Regions from separate parts of the Lactuca sativa genome. Here region 1 is linked to region 2. The links are chromatin contacts, called in public Hi-C maps. All regions are on one chromosome and are shown on one strand. The core of a region is the stretch at or near the end of the contact, and the rest is flanking DNA. Distances in the headings are between cores, read along the strand shown. Region 1 holds the start of LOC111906851 (inactive protein kinase SELMODRAFT_444075). Region 2 holds the start of LOC111906849 (PRA1 family protein F3).

Evidence for each region. Hi-C and Micro-C count contacts between places; a contact is called where the count stands out from the background.
Region 1: a Hi-C map of leaf shows a contact between it and region 2, with 4 times the contacts expected there. The contact joins the promoter of LOC111906851 here to the promoter of LOC111906849 in region 2. A contact is called at or near these places in 2 of 4 Hi-C or Micro-C datasets (leaf and seed).

Annotation. Positions count from the first base shown.
Region 1 is chr4:169,326,110-169,331,882 of Lsat_Salinas_v11, reverse strand. LOC111906851 (inactive protein kinase SELMODRAFT_444075) reads left to right here and starts at 4,453. Exons shown (of 12, transcript XM_042901211.2): 1 at 4,453-4,614; 2 at 5,001-5,093; 3 at 5,299-5,433; 4 at 5,605-5,773. The coding sequence starts at 5,710.
Region 2 is chr4:169,125,008-169,131,246 of Lsat_Salinas_v11, reverse strand. It overlaps LOC111906849 (PRA1 family protein F3), which reads right to left and starts at 4,109. Exons shown (of 2, transcript XM_023902625.3): 1 at 3,438-4,109; 2 at 1,413-2,839. The coding sequence starts at 3,986. The coding sequence ends at 3,441.

The DNA of each region.
Region 1 (5,773 bases), core at 3,204-5,703, 200 kb before region 2:
GAGTCTCCTTAGCAATCAATACACACATAACCGAGTCAACAGTGAGAAATAAAGTACAATAAAGGATTGTCCCGTGTAATCCTTCAAAGTCAGGTCGTTATTCCATTAAAAAAAACTAAATCAAACATTACTCTTCTCTCCTAGCAATGTAGGACATGAACGCCTTCAACTCAACATATTTTATAAGGGCCAACTAATTCCACAAATAAGACATAACAACATAAGAATCCTAAACACTTATAATATTCTATTGGAGTTCTTGGATATTTTTCTCCAACTGGTAATATATAGCAAAATCAGGCTGAGTGTATAGTCTGTCCAAGCGATCCCAAACCTTTTTAACTGTATCATATTTCCCCAACGAGGCAGCAATGGATTGGATCACAAAATTGTTGATCTAAGTGATAATTTTTGAATTATCAGTCTCCCACGTATCAAGTAAAATTGCATACTTGGATGCCTTCTCGTCATTAGTTTTACCTACTACTATGTTAGTAACATATCATTACATATGTTTGTCGTACATGAAATTCTTCATCACGTAACTCTAATATCCATAATTTTTGTCATATAGTTGAGTACTAACAGACTACATGAAGTCATCCTTACGAGTCATATGACAGTAACCAAAACAAACGAATATAAGTATCAAATATGAACAAATATCAACAATAACCAAAGAGAACAAATAGAAACAACAAAACAAACTAGAAGTTAACAAACGATGAAAAATGATGAAAATGGTGCGTGCTTCATCGTCCTCCATAATCAATAAATCAAGAAGCATAGATCCAATAGATCTCTAATAAAACAAAATTACTCTAATCTCATAAAATTTTGGTAAATGGGAGGTAGGATGGCCGGCAGCCTCAATAATATGGTAGAAGATTGCTTTCGTATAAAACCTCCAAACAAATTTTATTTCATTGATAGAAAAACTTGAATACAAGGAAAAGATAGACAACTATAAATAAAAATTTATCTAGAATTAACTTGACTAATAGAATAAAATAAAAATCCAATACAAAATAAGGCCAAATATATGATGCTAACACCAAACAATTATATATATGAACATACAAAAAGCGTCACTAAGGGTGCGTTTGGTTGTGGAAAATTTTTCAGTTTTCTACGGAAATTTTCCAAGAAAAACGGAAATTTTGAAAACGCGTTTGGTTCGTTCAGTTTTCGAAAATTTTCCAAGAAAATGAAAATTTTCAGTTTTTCAAATTGTATGTAAATCAGAAAAGTGATTTTTATAGTTTTCCAAATTTTTAAGATAGAAAATGAAAACTCCTCCCGTTTCAACCAAACACGTTTTCTAAAATTTTCATTGAAAATTGAAAGCGAAAACTTAATCCTATTTTCGGAAAACATTTCTTAGAAAATGAAAATAGTTTTCTACAACCAAACGCACCCTAAGGGTGCGTTTGGTTGTGGAAAATTGTTTTCATTTTCTAAGAAAATGTTTTCAGAAAATAGAGTTGAGTTTTCATTTTTAATTTTCAATGACAATTTTAGAAAAAAACGTTTGGTTGAAACGGGAAGAGTTTTCATTTTCCATCTTAGAAATTTGAAAAACTTTGGAAAACTTTAAAAATCACTTTTCTAATTTACATACAATTTGGAAAACTGAAAATTTTCATTTTCTTGTAAAATTTTGAAAAACTGAATAAACCAAACGCGTTTTCAAAATTTCCGTTTTTCTTAAAAATTTTTCCTAGAAAACTAGAAAATTTTCTACAACCAAACTCACCATAAACTTTTTGTTTTGATTTCAGTTACATCAAGTGGCATAAATACGATGAAATTACCATAATATTTTAAAAAAGCGGGCGGTGCTAAAAAAAACTTCCATTTGGGTTTTTATTATTTGGTTTTCAAAATAATCTAATAATTAAACTTAATACTGTATAACTTTTTCATTTTTAATAAATTTGTATGGTACGAATATATAATAAATAAATCGCTTCACAGTTGAAAATTTAGAAATAGTGGCTTATGTAGTTATGTTTGAATATAAAAAGGAAAACGCTAAATTTGGACAATTCTTTATTTAAGAAAACTTTATAATTTAAAATAAAAACGAATCAAGCAGCAATGATTTTGTAAGGAACTTGCTCTGGATAGAACGAAATTATATATTAAAAAATATATGAAATTATTTGACAATTAATAATAAGAATATTACATCACTTTTTCAATCATTTATATACCAGTGTTATTTTATTCGTTATATGTTGTATTATATTTGACTAAATTAGTTAAAAGTTGGGTGTCTAATGATATTTTATAGGATCGCTCCAGATTCTATCTACTTCAACTTTTCCTTTCACTCAAGTTCATACACACTGCGCGCTGCAATGATTTCAAATTTTGAACAACTACCCTTTCACTTTTACCTTTTGCCATATAAAGCCCCTGCTGTACAATCTGAAAAGAAGCCAAGTCGTTCCAATTTCCAAATATATAAAAAAGTTATATATGCTCTTTATTTCAAGTATTACTTCACAAACAAAGCTTTTATTCATTTACGTGGGACGAGTATTTCTAGACTGTATCTTATCTTAAAAAATAATATAGAAAAGGTCACAAATCTATTTTAATATAATAATATTAAAAGTCACAAATCTACGTTAATATAATAAAAATCGTCATATTTTTATTTATTTTTTCAAATGTATTTTGTGATTATTTTAAGTTATTTTTTTCTGCATGCTATTTTATAGGTTTTTTTTTTATTTTATTAAATCTCATATAGATTTAAATGTAATAATAAATACATTACAATTTCATTAATATACTTACTTTCTAATTTCAGAATTCTCAAATTAAACTTCTCACTAGTTTTATTTATTTATTTATCTAAATTATTTGTTTAAATTTAAAAAATAAAAAATATTTTTAATTTTAATAATTCATTATTTTTCTTATAAATTCAAAGCTCACAAATATTTACATCTTCATATTTTTTTTTTTAAATAAACTCATCCAATACATGGTTATTATAACTATTATTTATATAATTAATGAATGATAGAGAAGAAATTTGGTAGTTTATGCTGAATCAAAATGTATCCATATAATATATCATAAGTTATAAATATTTATGTAGGTAGTCTAAGTAGTTGATATTGTGAAATCATTTTAATTTAATTGAAATATATATATATATATATATATATATATATATATATATATATATATATATATATATATATATATATATTATTTTAGAATTATGAGTTTTTAAAATTATACTTCTTTCAAGTTTCTATTGTGAATATGAACTAATTAATATTTGAATGTTTAAATTTCCATTTTCATTTTTAAACCAATATGATGAATAACTCGATTTATTTTTCGATGTTTTGACTTGTTTATATAATTCTTAATAACTTCTAATGATTCTAATGACTATCGTAACTCATATATAAGTTACGTTTGACACGTCACAACTAGCTTATAAGTTAGTTTATTTTTTAAAGTTTTTTTTAGGTTGTTATGTTTGATAAACCAAATAAATAGCTAATAAACTATCTTCTTAAAAACTACTCACAATAGTTTTTCAACTAGCTTATAGAGATTTTTGAAAATTCTCTCATATATATTCTTTATTAATTATAATTAACATATTTTTCTACATATTTTTATGTCATTTTACACTTTCCAGCTAACTAATTAGTTAGTTTTTACCAAATGTTATTTTTTATCAGCTGACAACTAATTTTTTGGGTGTTTTCAACACGGAACGTTTGAAAGCTTCTAACTTCTAGCGTTTGACAAAACGCTCCGTTTAAAATAAAAGTGTCGTTTGACACTACAAACTTCTAGCATTAGTTTAATTAAAACGCTTCAAATTCAAATGCTACTTCATTTAACATTTAACAAAACGTTAAAAGCTACAAGCTACCCGCTATTTTTGTCATACACGTCCTTTAGCTATCAACTACATTTTCAACTACTCACAACTTTTCAGGTAGTCTATCAAACATAGCCAAATTACTTTGTTATATATAAGTTCATGCAATAAAAACGTAATCACCAAGGTGAATTTCTAACCTTATATTCTTTTTTTTCGATTTTTGTTGTTCTTTTTCTTTGATTTTTGTTGCTGATTGAGTAAATAAGATGTATCTAAAGATAAAATTTGTACAAAGATGTATCTAAAGATAAAATTTGTACAAAGATCGTATATATAAAAGGCCTGCACTTACGTTTTATGTGGATCCAGTTGAGCGACTCAACGACGCCTGACTCTTTCTTATAAGCAAGTGTTGTCAATTTTCTAATTTGTTAAAAGAGTAACCGCTAATTGTTAGGTTACATAAAGCATAATTAAAATTTAACAAAGGACCTTTTGGTCAAATTTTAAATCTCGAGGCGGCTAAATGCAACTATTCGAGTTCAAATTTCATACCCCCTATAAGTTGTCGCTTTCGACGGTAAATGAGAGGAACATTTAATTAAGCAAATTCCGCCTATTTCGAGATTGCTTTTTCTGAAAACGAAGGTGTCAGTAGTGAGGATTCAGCAAGACCAGGGTAATCCGTAGTCAATTTTCTCCATTAAAACCCAAACTATTGAGCGTCGGCAGAAGATCATACAGATAGGGTAAATGTTTGTTCAGATTTGTTGATATCTTTGCGTTTGATCTTCGTTACAGGTGCCAATTACAATATCTCTAATATTTGTTTAATTCGTTTTAGAAATTTATTTTCATTCGGAGAAGTTTCGAATTGTCGAAAATCTTCAGCCACTCGCCTCGCGTTATTAAATGTTAGTTTATAGCAGCTATACGTGTAAAATTTTGATGCGACTGTTTTGTTGGAGATAGTTCCATAGTTCCATACTTCCATTGCATATAACTCTGGCAAAATGAAGGAGATTTTTGGTGTCGAATTTATGATTAAAATCCGTTTTAATTCGTGCATTTGTGTATTTCGTAACTATACTTGTGTATGACGCTGTAAAATTTTGACGTATTGTGGATATTGCAGGATTAATTGGTGGATGTCGTTTCTCCTTTGAAGTGAAGCTATAACAACTGAAGTTTCTGAAATCTGCTGCCATATCACATACGCAATCTATAGGTAAACTCTACTCTTTCGGGATAATTTATGTATATAAATTGGGATTCTTAATTTTTTGCTGTATTTGTTCAATTCTATTGTAGTGTCCGAAGACGTAATTAGAAACTGAACGATTAATACACCAATTGTGTATCTTGCGCTTCATGTGCTTCAAAGTGCTCGCCATTTATGGTATTTCTGAAATTATTTACTTGATGTTTTGCAGATTTTGAATAGCAAGTTCCTGGATTCTGGAATGATTTGCTTTTTCTTTGTAAGTACAACTTGGACTTGAGATTTGTAAAGGAACTGACTGCTGGTCAAAACTCAAAAGGGTGGACTACTGAGGTATCACTATCAGGTAGGGGTCCGATTACTCTTACAGAATAACAGAGAATTATTCTGCCTCTACATATTTATGGAATCATAACTTTATGGTCGGCAGAGTACAAAGAGTCAAACACAGTAATTGTCATTATGTTTTCATCTTGTCAATCTTTGGTACAAAACATTAAAACCTTCTTTTACGCAGTTGTATTGTCTCTTGAAGAAATTGAATTCACTGTAATGTGTTTGGTGGGAAAGTACATCATAAAAACCACATCAGAAGGCATTCTTCTTTCTATTTCTGAGCTCAATGACTAGAGAAAGGAGCATGGGAAAGCAGGAGAAGGACTCAAATAATGTTGAAACAGTCGTTG
Region 2 (6,239 bases), core at 2,860-5,359:
TTCATTTTGAAATCTCTCTCGATCAAAACATACAATACAACAACGGCTTCAAGTACCCCTAACGAAAACGCAAGAATCAAAGAATTCTCTCTTGATCATTTTATTGTATTAAACCCGATATTTTTTTTGACAATATAACAACTTTTCCAGTGTACTCTCTGTTGAGTTTAGAAAAAAACAGTTTAAGGATCGTTTAAGCTCAAACGATAATATTAAGTGTTGAATGATAAGTAACATAATAGGATCACAACAATATTTAAAGAACAATGCAGAATTAAGAACTATGATTACAGTTTGCAAGCAAAGGAATAATCAAATGAAAACAACACAAGTTCGGCTAAATGATATGACGTGTATTTCACTGCTAATTAATACGTACTTATTTCATATCCCCTAGTAACCTATTTATAGTACACACATAACTTGTCATACAAAGTGAAGGCATGCTTAGGCCATGAGGTATGGATGTGTCTTCACGCATAGGAACACTATGTGGATCCTATGTGCAGGAGATGTTCACTAGTGAACACTGCTCCCAATGGGTGTAGTGGTGGTGAGGATTGAAGCTAATTACGGGTTCTCACATCAGATCAAAAACATTTATTTGTATCCCTCTTCTGGTTGTCTTTTTATCTCTCTTGTTCACTAGTGAACAACACCCCCTCCCCTCTTTATCTCTCTTGTTCACTAGCTAAGCAGTTATCGCGGTCCAAATTTCAATAACGGTCACATTCCACTATTTGAAATCGCGGTTATCGCGGTGGTATAGCAGTGGTATAGCGGTTTTTTAATATTATGTATAATTTATATTATATATTTATACAAAATTTATATATTTGATTATTAATACTATATGAAATTAATATCATAAAAATTCATATAAAAACATAACATAATCTATATATAATATTCTAATATAGTTATATGGAAATTAAAAAGTGTCAAAATGTCATTACAGCTCAAGTCGTTCGTGGTTTCCTAAGTACTGAAACAGACGAGAAATGGAAGTTGTCATTTGTTGATTTGTAGTTTATAATTAATTATATTTATTATTTGGACTTATTAAGACAAAAAGTGTAGTGGACTAGTTAAAAAAATAAAGATTTAATATTGAAATAACACACAATCGTTTTTTTCTTTGTCAAAGCAGCCCAATATGTACGAAATTGTAAAAGCGGGTGTAGCGTCGCTATAGCGCTGATGAGTTTTGCGGTAAATAGCGGTCAATAGCGCCGCTAATAGCGTCACCGCTATTTGTAAACGCTATTTCAAAATAGCGGTTCAGTAACACCGCAAAATGTTATAGCGTCGCTATAGCACCGCTATTGATAGCATAGTTCACTAGTGAACGACACCCCTTCCCCCCCCCCCCCCCCCCCCCCAAACAATAGTAAATGTGTTGCGAAAATGTATGATGATGATGAATAATCATTTTCACCCATAAATGAGATGTTCAGAACATACCTTATAGCCTTAGGTTTGGTGGACAATACACATAACTTCACCCTGACAATATATTATAAAAGATTGTACATGATAAATAATTCGTTAAGCTTCAACTTATGTGTTAGACACACCAAAGTTCTGTCTACATGTCTTCAAGGATGATTCTCTCCAACTTTGTTTCACTCTCCATTTCTCCGACCTTTGCTAACACACCAAGACACAATCTCTTCGCCAGTCATGCATTAACTCCTTCAACGAGGAGTGGCTGGCATACTTCGATCTTATAATATCATCGATCACACACTTGGCAAAGTTCACCATCAATGAAAGTGATATCAAAAAGCAATGATTCCAAAAACTCTATGAGTGGAATATATGGTAGTTTGAAGTTTGAAGTTGGAGTGTATTTTTCAGCTTTGACATTGAACTTTTTGGCAATTCATTCAAGTCTTCGGGGTTGATGTCTTTGAAGTCCGCATAAGTGACTTCTTCTTCTTTCCTATTCTTCTGTATGTTGCATAGATAGAAGTCGGCATGTTTAAAGCTTCGTTTTTTTTAACGATTTTGTTTTTCCTTTTAGAGTGATGAATATGAAAGTCTATAAGCCAATTGAACTCTTGGGGATTTCTTTTCTTTTCAGGAATTCTTTGATCCAACTCTCTAAAGACTTTGGAAAACACAACATTAACTATACTCTGACAAAATCAAATCAGTGCAACATAAGACTTGTACGGAAGATAGTCTTCGTTAATCTCTTTGAACTCTTGCTTCTTGACTGTGTTTGATGAATCCAAAGATGAAATATCTGATTATTACAGTTTTTGGATCCATGGTTCCTTCAACATTATTATTATTGGGGAAGAGGCCAGAAGTTGGTGAATGGAGTTAGGGTTAGGTTTTGTATAGGATAAAATTGTTGCATATCATGAAATAAATATTGTTGTGTGAATTTAAAAGTAGTTGTTGAAGGTAGGGGAGTGAGAGAAGAGTAAGATAGATGGTAATTTTGAAGGAAATTAAGCAAATGTGGCCATAAGTTAAAAGCTTATCCTAATTTTTGGCAATTTTTGTGATTCTCTAAGATATATCATATCATATATCAAGCTTTATTTACAAACACAACCCCTAAATTCAAATAAAACTAGTGCAATTGTCCTCAGAGTTTACACAAAGGAAACATATTAAATCTGAAATCACAAAATATAACCTATCAACTTTTTTAAAGTTAATACATTTTAAATCATAAAAAATTATTATCTTAAAAAAACTTACAAAAGTGGACAACAAACCACTAGAAAAATACACATGATACCAACCATATCTTTTAAACAAATAAAAGGATCTTGCAATGCATTTTTGTAGTAGCGTTGACTGTTGATGAGCCATTAAAAGACTAGTAGAACAAAAATGAGTTGTCAAGAGTAGGAATTAGGAAGGGCAATTTGGTCAGATTTAATACGGATTGCATAGTAATGAAGTTGGTGGACAAAGAAATCATTGGTAGGCACCACCCCAGCAGATAAAAACAACACAGAAAAGCCTGTAGTTGGGTTTGATACAATTAACTACAACAACAGACAACAAACAAAGTAATAAATCAACAAGAACAGATTAGATGTTTTGACTAATTTCCTAGCCTGTAATTCAATTCTATCAAAGGATGCTTCATGTCTTTTTTACCCTTCAAATCAAGTAGCTATAAAAAAAAGTTCATATCCTGATCTGATTGCCACTGATTACATGATAAAATGTGCAGTGAAGAGTGTAGACTCAACCTGAAGGTATGGCTTGAGCAGAAATGGAGAACTTAATTTCAGTGGAAGGAATTGAAGTTTGCTTTTCACACAAATGGACACAAATAGCGACATAGGTACAAAAGATTCGTGCCAAAATTAACGAGTAACAGAAGCCAAGAAAACGAATCAGTAACAAAAACAATCAAACAAACAAACAAAGAGTTGCAGATTATACGCAAACTATTTCGAATCTACCTTCTAAGACGAAGAAGATGCCAGATAGCCACCTGCCTCATCGTCTAAGGATAAATCATGAGTGCTCCTGAAAACAGCGTGAATCACCACAACAGCCAATCCGACAAGAATCGATGAAATTATATTCATCGTTGCGCCGGTCAACAACAGCAAAAGTATCGTCGCAACCGATAACACCACAAGGACCACGCCGTCGTCAATTGTACGGTGGAAAATCACCAGAGGCTCGTCACGGAGGAAGTAAAGGAACAACCAAGCCGCCATCATCACCACGAATACAATCAACGAAACCGGATGCCATAACAGACTAAGAAACAAAATCACCAGCACGAGTATCGCATAGTTCATACGGAAGTAACCTATGTTTGTTTTGATTCGTGAAAACGCATCGGAGACGCCATGAGGAAGGTCAACCGAACGGAAATTGAACATCTCTTTCCAGGAACGCCGCGTGCCTAATCCAGATTTTATGCGTGCTTTAGCTCGAGAGAGGTATTCGAGATTTGAACCTCCGCCTGATGACGTCGGAATCGTGCCGTACGTCGTCATTGCCGCCGGTGATCTGAAGAAGGTTTCCGGGAAGGGCAAGGGCGTGGATTTTATTGGTAGTAGACAAGTAATTGGGGAGTTCAAGCTGTCGTGTATGCTGGATAACTATTTGCCGTATTGCGACAACTGATGGTATCTTATTAAGGACTTAATTACAAACCGGTTTCTTTATAATCTTTTTTTTTCGAATTTGATCCCTATAAAATGTTCTTTAACTTGTTAATTCTTAACGATTCTATATTAATCGACTCCTTTTGTAAAAATGCTTTTTTTTTAAGTCGACTAGTTTTGCAAACGTTTTTATAGACCTGACAATGGGGCGGGTTTGGAGCGAATCGACCTTGATCCAAACCATTTTAACAAATTTCAAAATCCGATCCAAACTCTCTCCGTAACCCGCAGGGTTTTAAATAATCAAACCCATACCCTTATCCACCGAATCAGCAGATATCCAAACCCGCCCCGTAACCCGTAAGTTTTTTGAATAATCAAACACATTTTACTTAAATCATAAAATCACATTTATTAAATAAAACTAAGTTTTGATTTAAAAAACACATTATGTACTCGAGGACTTTCTATTGGAATTAAAATCATTATTTTAGTTACTTCCAATTGGTTTTTAATCGTCGATTGCATTGATAAAGAATAGTAATTACAAACTTTAGTCCGGTTGATAAATGACTTTATTGATTTATAAATTAAATTGGTGATTACATGATGAAATATAAATGAAATGAAATCATGACTCTTGGGAGAAGACTGGAAGTCTAGAAGTTGAGTCATCGAGTTCTATGTAAAAACAATTTAGTCTTTGGCCTTTTCTCTTTGGACTTCTGATTGGAATTTAATGTAAACTTTAGGCAATATCAAATATAAATTTATATTTCCAAAATTTATATGGGGCGGGTTTTAAACGGAGCGGATCGGTAATGATCCATACCCGACCCTTTTAATAAAAGGGTTAGCGGGTATGGGTCGTTAACGGGTAAACGGATCAAAACTATGCTCCAAACCCATATTATTGTTAAGGGTTTGGATCGGATCAGGGTCAAAACCCGTTCCATTACCAGGCCTACGTTTTTATCATCCAAAAAGCTCACAAAATTTGAAAATGAAATTTTAAAAAACTAATAGATGAGCTTTTTTAGAACTAAGTTAATCGACTCCTTTTTGTAAAAAGTGCTTATTTTTTTTCTTAAGTCGACTAGTTTTGCAACCGTTTTTATCATCCAAAAAGCAAGCTTTTTTATAACTAAGTCTTTATGGAGCTTGTTAATTAATAACCTCTTGTCATAAGTTTTTTCAATGATTTAGTGAGTCTAATATCTTTTCAATCAACTGTAGACAAACAATTTATATAGGATCCCTACAAAAAAAAAATTAAAAAAACTTTTATATTATGGACATAAAATAAGTTTTTTATTTATAAGCCTTTTAATTTACATATATAGAAGGTGCCTGAAATATTATATACTAAACATCAAGAAAGCATGGATTATTCTACACAATTGTTTTCGGTGTTAACGTAATCTCATCTAAAGAGGCAAACACGTAGTCATTGACAATCCTCTCAATCGGTGACGCAAGCCTGTGGTGCATGTTAATTCACTAGGACAATACCGAACACATAAGATAATTAGTGATTCAGCAAAAGAGAAAAAAATGTAAAATCGAAGATCATTTGTCACTTACTTGCATATAAATGTATAATCAATGATAGATGTTAGATCATCATCTTCTTCTCTATTGTCATTCTATTCTTCAACATAAATCTTTTAATAAAGTTTTTACCCATGTTTTGAAAACCAGACCGTTTGACCGGTTCAACTGGGAACCAAGGACGGATCTAGTATGGTGCCAACGGTGGCACCGGCAACACCTATTTTTTCCCGACGTAGTGCAAAATTTTCGATTTTTTTTCTTTTTTCTACTATAAAATGTGTCACCAGCAACACCTACTATGGATCGACAACACCTGTTACGGACCGGCAAAACCTACTACAGAATCCTGGGTCCGTCCCTGCTGGGAACCGGTCCAGGATCCAGTTCTTAAAGGCTAAAAAATCGGTATTCATGTGAACCGGTAAAAATTGGCCCGGTAAAACCGGGAACTTTAAAAATATTTATTTTTTTATTTTTTGTATTTTTTTATATAATTAAAATTAATAATAATATAATTATGACATCATCCGGTTTTTTTCGGTTTATGAGACCAGTTGAACCAGTAAAACCATCGAACCAGCTAGACGG